2 separate regions of the Capra hircus genome follow, and region 2 is linked to region 1. A link is a contact called in public Hi-C data. All regions are on one chromosome and are shown on one strand. Each heading gives the region's core, a stretch centred on a gene start, on an enhancer-like site or on the middle of the called end of the contact. The rest is flanking DNA. Distances are from core to core; before and after follow the strand shown. Region 1 overlaps IQGAP1 (ras GTPase-activating-like protein IQGAP1). Region 2 has its middle 11 kb from the start of ZNF774.

Region 1 (3,989 bases), core at 905-3,404:
AGGCCATAGTTTACCACCTACATGAGTACATCCAGAGCAGGAATGTGTCACCAGAATATGGGAAATGCTGGGGAAATACAGCTCAGAGAGCCAGAATGTTTCTGATTTTATCTAGCTTGGGTGAGGGCTAGAGATGTGAGCAGTGTGGTCTGCAGTGGGTTTCTCATTTGGTGTAGAGTAGGGTTAGGTCAGACCTGAGGTTCTCGGGGGGTAATCTTCAAAATTCAGATCTCCTGTCCCTTAAATGGCTCTCCCTGACTTCTGGGAAAGTCCAGACTTAGCAATACACACGGGGCCCTCCATGACATGGCCTCTATTTTAATGTTCTCATCTGTCCTCCTCTTACCTCCTTGTGTTTGATCTTCTTTCCTAGAAGACTTTTTTTTCTCCCATATTTCTGAGTTCATACGTTCCTTCCTTATGGACGTCTTCTCGATTCCTCCAGTCTGAGTAGAAGCCTCTTCTCTGTGGCATTGTAAGACTTCCAGTCAGCTTCTTATTGTTGCATGATGTGTTTACAGATATTTACGTGTGTGTCTCTCCCATACGTATAAACCGTGAGGAACTCAGGGAGCTATCATGTCTCTTAACGCTTTGATCCCAAATGCCCATCACAGTGCCTGGCACATAGATCTAGGCTCCAAATTGACAGCTGAAAACCCGAGCCCCAGTTCCAGCCCCACCGTTCACCAGCTCTGTGAGTGTAACAAAATTACCTGGTCTCTCTGGGTCATTCTGCTTGTGAAAGACACAGCCTCGCCTCAGGCTGCTGGTCTAGCATGTTGTTGTTCATTTGCTAAGTTGTGTTCATTTGCTAAGACTCTTTGCGACTCCATGGACTGCAGCACGCCAGCCTTTCCTGTCCTCCACTGACTCCCTGAGTTTGCTCAAACTCATGTCCATTGAGTCAGTGATGGTATCCAACTGTCTCATCCTCTGTTGCCCCCTTCTTCTCTTCCCCTCAATCTTTCTCAGCATCAGGGTTGGATCTGGGATCTCCTTGCTGGAGGTTGGATGTGGTTGGATCTCCTTGCTGTCCAAGGGAATCTCAAGAGTCTTCTCCAACACCACAGTTAGAAAGCATCAGTTTTTTGGCACTCAGCCTTCTCTGTGGTCCAGCTCTCACATCCATACATGACTACTAGAAGAGCCATAGTGTTGACTAGATGGACCTTTGTCCAAGAAAGGAAAATCTGTCACTGCTTCTACTTTTTCCCCTTGTTTGCCATGAAGTGATGGTCTAACATACTTGGGGGTAATGTTTGCTTTCCCAGCAAACTGCCCTACGACGTGACCCCAGAGCAGGCCCTGTCTCACGAGGAAGTCAGGACTCGGCTAGACAATTCCATCCGGAACATGCGGGCTGTGACTGACAAGTTCCTGGCAGCCATCATCAGCTCCGTGGACAAAATCCCGTGAGTGTCGCCCGCTGTGGCCCCCGGCACAGCCCAGCACTAGTGGCCTCCAGCTCCCGGTCCTTCTCACCAAGTTTTGTCTGCCCCACAGCTATGGGATGCGCTTCATTGCCAAAGTGCTGAAGGACTCCTTACACGAGAAGTTCCCTGATGCTGGTGAGGATGAGCTGCTGAAGGTAAGACCGAAAGCTGGCACATTCTTTCCCTTCCGATAGTGGCCCTGGGAGGGAAAGGTGCCCAGACCAAACCTGGCCTTAGACCTTCGTTTTGTTTGCTTCAGTCACTTGGTTGTGACTGCCTCTTTGAGAACCCATGGACTGGCCTGCTGGTCTCTGTCCATGGGGTTCTCCAGGCAAGAATACTGGAGCGGGTTGCCATTTCCTTCTCCAGGACTAAGCCTGACCTTGAAAATGAAAAGTAAAGGTGAAAGTCTCTCAGTCATGTCCAACTCTTTGCAACCCCATGAACTATACAGTCCATGGAATTCTCCAAGCCAGAATACTGGAGTGGGTAGCTGTTCCCTTCCTTAGACCTTTAGTAGTAAGGACCTTAGCATAGATTTTGTCAGTAGCTCGCCATTAAGCATGAGGTTTTGAAAGTGATGGTAAACAGTAAATGATACCTCTCTTAGTTCCTGTATGGTTCCTATGTTGTTTGAATGGCACACGGCTATCAACCAAGTAGAGAAGATGGATTTTTCTGTCTTGAGATAGCATTTCTTTGAGTCCTGTCTTTTTGCTGAAGACTTGCTCCCTCTGCTGGTGGCCAGGTGAATGGTAGCAAGCACAGTTGTTTGCGCTAAGGCTGTTGCTGATAACTCTTTCTTACTCAGCTATGCTCCCTCTTTTTTTTTTCCTTAATCTGAACGCTTTTTTCTTCTCTCCTAGCTCTCTGCTTTCCTACAGTGAGGCCTCGATTCTAGACTTTCTGTTCAGGTGAATTCATTTTCTTTTTTTCTGAATGAAACTCCAGGGGAAATGCTTTGACTGTCCTTGAATTCTTCTGTAGAAGAGATATGTGTTGAGTGGCTTTGATTTCAGAGGCATTGACTTGTCTGCCTTTGACGTCCACAGCATGAGGATGGTGGGGGTTGGACAGATGACAGGTCAAGTTCAAGGATTTGTTTTAGCTTCTTAGAATGAGTGCCCACCTCCATGGTAATGAAAAGTACATGTGGCTGACGCGGCTTTATTTGCTGCCGTGATATGTGGACAAAGAATGCCCTAAAGTGTTGAATAACAGACTTTATGTCTACCATTTTTACCTTCTGAATCTGTTCTTTCATTGTAGTGATTTTCAATTCTGTTCTCATTTTCTTTTTTTTTTCTGCATCCAGTCGAGGGAAGTTTGGTCATTTTAGTTTCAGGCCTTGAGAAAAGGTGTGTGTGTGTGTGTGTGTGTGTGTGTGCGTGTGTGTATAGAGTGGTTTTTTTTTTTCCTCACAGGGCCACATTTTCTGGTTTTGTTAGCAAAGTCATTTGTGGCTTTCTTGTTGAAGTGGCTTTTAACACCCATTTCTTTTTCCTCTGTTCCTAGATTATTGGCAACTTACTTTACTACCGATACATGAATCCAGCCATTGTTGCTCCTGATGCCTTTGACATCATTGACCTGTCGGCAGGAGGCCAGCTCACCACGGACCAACGCCGCAATCTTGGGTCCATTGCCAAGATGCTCCAGCACGCCGCTTCCAATAAGATGTTCCTGGGAGATAACGCTCACTTGAGCATCATTAATGAATACCTCTCCCAGTCCTACCAGAAATTCAGGTAAGGGGAAAGGGATGAGGTACATAGAAGACAGTGGGTGTGCTTCTAACTTTTAAGGGTAAAGACGAGATGAAATACCACACCCAGAATTCCCTGGACCACAGTATCGTAGGATACGTGCCTGATGTGCTCAGAGCTCCAGATGGTGATGAGAAGCATGTGTGAGCTATTAAAATGTGTTCTGGACTTCCCTGGTGGTCCAGTGATTGAGAATCCGCCTGCCAATGCAGGGGACAGGGGTTGGATCCCTGGTCCGGAAAGATTTCACATGCCGTGGAGCAACTAAGCCCCTGTCCCACAGGGAGAGGAAGCCCGTGAGCAGCAGCAAAGACCCAACAGAGGCAAAATAGAAATGAAAAATAATACTTAAAAATATTTTTAAAAAGTAAAATGTGTTCCTATGAAATAGACAATGCTTACCATAAACATAACGTCTACATCAGGCACATGATACTTTGCAATCAGAGAAGAATTGGAGAGCAGTTTTAGTATTTGTAAGTTAATCATTCAGTCGTGAGTTCAGGGCGTTGTCTTCGAGAGTTGGGTCCGCTAACGACAACTGGTGTTTGAGAACCGTCTTAAATTATGGTTGAGCGGTTCTTGGGGGCAGAACTAAAATAAAGTGGAAAGAGCACCAACGTCCCAGGGCTGTCAAGCACAGTGGACATGCCGCGGTTTCTCTCAAGTCAACCGTCTCGCCTGGCTTCTGTTTGAACTCACCATTCCAAGGGTTTGTGGGGTGTCCTTCCTTCATCAGCTTCTTAAACGCGTGGCACTTATTGGGGCCCGGCTCCTGTGTTTATTT
Region 2 (4,311 bases), core at 1,711-4,210, 130 kb before region 1:
AGCATGGAACTCACAACCAAGAACACTGTGATTCATGCCTGAAGGAAACTTACCTAACACACACATTTTCTCCATAAGACACATTCCAGCCTTCTGGATCCTAGAAACACTACACAGCACTTCAACACTACGTTTGGGAGCCGTTTAAAAAGCGAAATCAGGAGACTGTCTCAAAATGGCAGAGCAGAAGGACAAGCACTCATCTCCTCCAGCAAGAGCACCAAAATCGCAACTAGCTACTGAACAACCGTTGACAGGAGGACGCCGGAACACACCAAAAAAAGATAGTCCACATCCAAAGACAAAGAAGAAGCCCCAGTGAGTTGGTAGGAGGAGTGCAATCATGATAAAATCAAATCTCATACCTGCCACGTGGGTGACCCACAAAACCAGAGAAGAATAAGCCAAAGAAGTCCTCCCACTGTTGTGAAGGTTCTGAGCCCGATATCAGTCTTCCCAGCCTAGGGATCTGGTGAAGGGAAATCAACAACAAAAAGCACAAAAATATAACAACCAAAAAAGTGGCATTAAATGAAACACACAAAGGATATTCGTTTGCAGTATGAGAGCTGAAGCTGGAGGCAGAGCATGGCCTTGTTCAACCTCAGCTGGAACAGACTCATCAAATGACTCAAATTTTTTGCAGCTCTGCTCCTGCTGCTGCTGCTGCTAAGTCGCTTCAGTCGTGTCCGACTCTGTGTGACCCATAGACGACAGCCCACCAGGCTCCCCCGTCCCTGGAATTCTCCAGGCAAGAACACTGGAGTGGGTTGCCATTTCCTTCTCCAATGCATGAAAGTGAAAAGCAAAAGTGAAGTCGCGCAGTCGTGTCTCATATCTGCAAATGACCCTAGAAGGGCGATAAGCATTGATGTCGGAGTTACAAATAATTTTCGAGAGTAGGTAAATTTTCAAATATGGAATCCATGGACAACGAGAATGGACTGTACCTAGTAAAAACAGTAAGATCAGACTTCCCTGGTAGCTCAGTGAATAAGAATCCACCTACCAATGCAGGGGATAGGGGTTTGATCCCTGGTCCAGGAAGATTCCATGTGCCATGGAGCAGCTAAGCCTATGTTTCATAACTGCCGAGCCCGTACTCTTGAGCCTGGGAACCACAACAAGAGAAGCTACCACAATGAGAAGCCTACACACCGCAACAGAGAGTGCAGCTAGAGAAAAGCCCGAGCACAGCAAGAAGACCCAGCTCAGCCAGAAATAAATACATACTTAAAAAAAAAATGGATAAGATATATCAGTATGTATTTGCATACCAGGATGCCCCTGGGATGTTTTTAAGTGAAAGAGTTACAGAAAAATATGTATAAAGGTTAAAAAAAAAAGTGACTGCTTATACGGGCCATGCAGGTAACATAAACAGTGGCGTGAACCAAAGGAGGACATCTGGGAAGAGCAGGGACTAGGAAGAGGAGCGCTCACCCCACCTGCAGGGGGCAGCCCACTGCTCAGGACAGTCAATTGTTTTCAGGCAGAAGTAGGCAGCCAGTGAGGACTTCTCTTCCAGGTTTTTAAGATTTTCATGAACTATCCCAATTTAAAATGTTGATGACCATTTCCAGTTTTCTTCTTTTTTTTTTAATATTTATATTATTTATTTATCTGGCTGCACTGTGTTTTATTTGCAGCTTGTGGGATCTAGTTCCCTGACCAGGTATCAAATCCAGGCCCCCTGCACTGGAAGTGCAGAGTCTTAGCCAATGGACCACCAGGGAAGTCCTCTATTTCAAGTTAAAAAAAAATTCTGTGTGAGTCAAACAAAACCCATTATAGGTTATATTTGGCCTACAAGACTGTGTTCCCCAGTGTGTGGCACTATGTATGAGAAAAGTACACATACAAATAGGAGAAAAAAGGTCTCACATTCACTAGACCATTCACAATGGTTACCTTGGAGTAGAGAAAAAAAATTAGCATTGTTGAAGGCATGGAGTAGGTAGGTATTCAGTTTTTCTATATTGTTTGAGACCTTGGCCATGGAAGTATAGTAATGTATTATCTACTGTAAAAGGAAGAAAAGAGTCCTGTGAACTAAAGGCCAAGGAGTATTAATCCACGGTCACTGAGATTGGACAATATCAGTGTTCTCTGCCTCGGACTGCAAAGATATTTCTAACTTGCTTTTTTTTGGGGCCATGCTGTGTGGCATGTGGGATCTTAGCTCCCAAACCAGGGATCAAACCTGCACCCCCTGCACTGTCTTACTAGTCACTGGATCACCAGGGAGCTCCCTCTGACTTGCTTTTTCAGCTATCATTGTTTTACTTATTAGGGAATGTTTGTTTTCAAGAAATGGAAACCCACTCAAAATAGCTCTAGAACGGGACTTCCCGTTGGTCCAGTGGTTAATACTCTGTGCTTCTAATGCAGGGAGGTAGCAGCGGGGCAAGTGCAGGGCTTGTAATGGCACAGAATCTGAGTCTGGTGCAGATGAGAACACCATGTTTCACTCACTCTGGAATGTACACATATTACCTTTTAGTATCACTGAAATCAGGATACATTTTAGAGTTGACAACATATCAGAGTGTAACTGGCAGTTTTATCCCCTTTCTCAATAGTACATAAGTGGCAGGTTAGATTAAATATGTTAATTTCTTTGGGTTGATGTATATCAATACGTCCCTTGGTACCTTGGGCTCAGAAATGTTCTCACAGAAGAGGCGCTCCTATCGCCTATGGGAAATACTTGTAACAAGGAAAAGGGATTAGCGAATTCATAAATCAGGGAGGTCAAATCTTCATTGTCGATAATAAACTTTCCTTATGGTTAATATGGGGTTTCCCCAATGGATCAGCTGGTAAAGAACTCGCCTGTCAATGCAGGAGCCACAGGAGATGTGGGTTCAATCTCTGGGTGGAGAAGATTTCCTGGAGGAGGGCATGGTAACCCACTCCAGCATTCTTGCCTAGAGAATCCCAGGGACAGAGAAGCCTGGTGAGCTACACAGTCAATGGGGTCACAAAGAGTCGGACACAGCTGAAGCCAGTTAGCATGTATTCACACATGGTTAATATGACCATTCATTGCTTATAGGTATCGGTAACTGCAAATGTTTGTTAAGGTCAAGTGCAAGATGTGAAACAAAAGTTCTTTCATGTGTTCATGATGAGTAATAGCTTTAATGAAGGCAAAACTCCATGCTAAAGATTAATAAATACCTCATCAGCTTTGACGAAAGAATTGTAACAGCATGATTCAACTTTTTTTTTAAAGCGTGTATGAGAATGTTTAACCAGTATGTTTCAGGTGTGTGTTTATATTAATATCCCAAATTGTGATTTTCTAAAGTGTAGTCTTGATTTCTAAATCCTCACTACTCAAAGTGAAGTCCTTGAACCAGCAATATGGGACAACACTTGGGAGTCTGCCAGAAATGCAGAACTTCAGGCCCTACTGAATCCAAAAATATATTTAAAATACAAGCTCCAGGACTTCCCTGGTGGGCCGGTGGCTAAGACCCCACACCTCCAATGCAGGGGGCCTGGGTTCAATCCCTGGTCAGGGAACTAGTTACCACATGCCACAAATAAGAGTTGATGCAGCCAAATAGATAAATATTTTTTAAAAAATGAAAAATAAAATGTAAGCTTCCACCTCAACTGCTGAGTGGATAAACAAAATGTGGTGTTTCTGTGGTATGCGTGTGTGTGTGTGTGTGTGTGTGTGTGTGTGTTAGTCAAAGAGTCAGTCTTGTCTGACTCTTTGAGACCCCATGGATTATAGCCTGCCAGGCTCCTCTGCCCATGGAATTCTCCAGGCAAGAATACTGGAGTAGGTTGCTATTCCCTTCTCCAGGGGATCTTCCCAACCCAGGGATCAAACCTGGGTCTCCCGCATTGCAGGTAGATTGTTTACCGTCTGAGCCACCAGGAAAGCCCTGGTACAACCATACCATGGGTTATTATTCAGCCATAGAAAGAAATGACATTTTGATATATGTTACAACATGGATAAGCCTTGAAAACATTATGTTAAGTGAAAGAAGCCAGGCAAAAAAGGCCACGTATTGTATGATTCCCTTCATATGAAATGTCAGGATAGGCAAATCCATAAGACAGAAAGCAGATTAGAGTTTGCATGGGGAATGGAAGAAGGGAGGCATTGGAAGTCCCTGCTAATGAGTAAGGGTTTTTTGGGGGGATGATGGAAATATTTTCGAATTAGGTAGTGGTGATGGTTGCCCAACATTGTGAATATAGTAGACCCCACTGGGTTGTACACTTAAATTTTTGGAATGTTATATTACATAAATTTTTATCTCCCCAAAGTTTTAAAAGTGAAGCCAC

Evidence for each region. Hi-C and Micro-C count contacts between places; a contact is called where the count stands out from the background.
Region 2: a contact with region 1 is called in a Hi-C map of blood, with 8 times the contacts expected there. The contact joins two enhancer-like sites. A contact is called at or near these places in 2 of 5 Hi-C or Micro-C datasets (both in blood).

Annotation. Positions count from the first base shown.
Region 1 is chr21:21,406,391-21,410,379 of ARS1.2, reverse strand. It overlaps IQGAP1 (ras GTPase-activating-like protein IQGAP1), which reads left to right. Exons shown (of 38, transcript XM_018065969.1): 27 at 1,275-1,415; 28 at 1,507-1,591; 29 at 2,952-3,184. Among named protein-coding and RNA genes, the nearest start is that of CRTC3, 38 kb to the right of the region's middle. Within about 2 kb of position 2,154, at least 3 of the 5 cell types and tissues checked have an H3K27ac peak or open chromatin away from gene starts, as enhancers often do.
Region 2 is chr21:21,537,655-21,541,965 of ARS1.2, reverse strand. No RefSeq gene overlaps it. Among named protein-coding and RNA genes, the nearest start is that of ZNF774, 11 kb to the right of the region's middle. Within about 2 kb of position 2,960, at least 1 of the 5 cell types and tissues checked has an H3K27ac peak or open chromatin away from gene starts, as enhancers often do.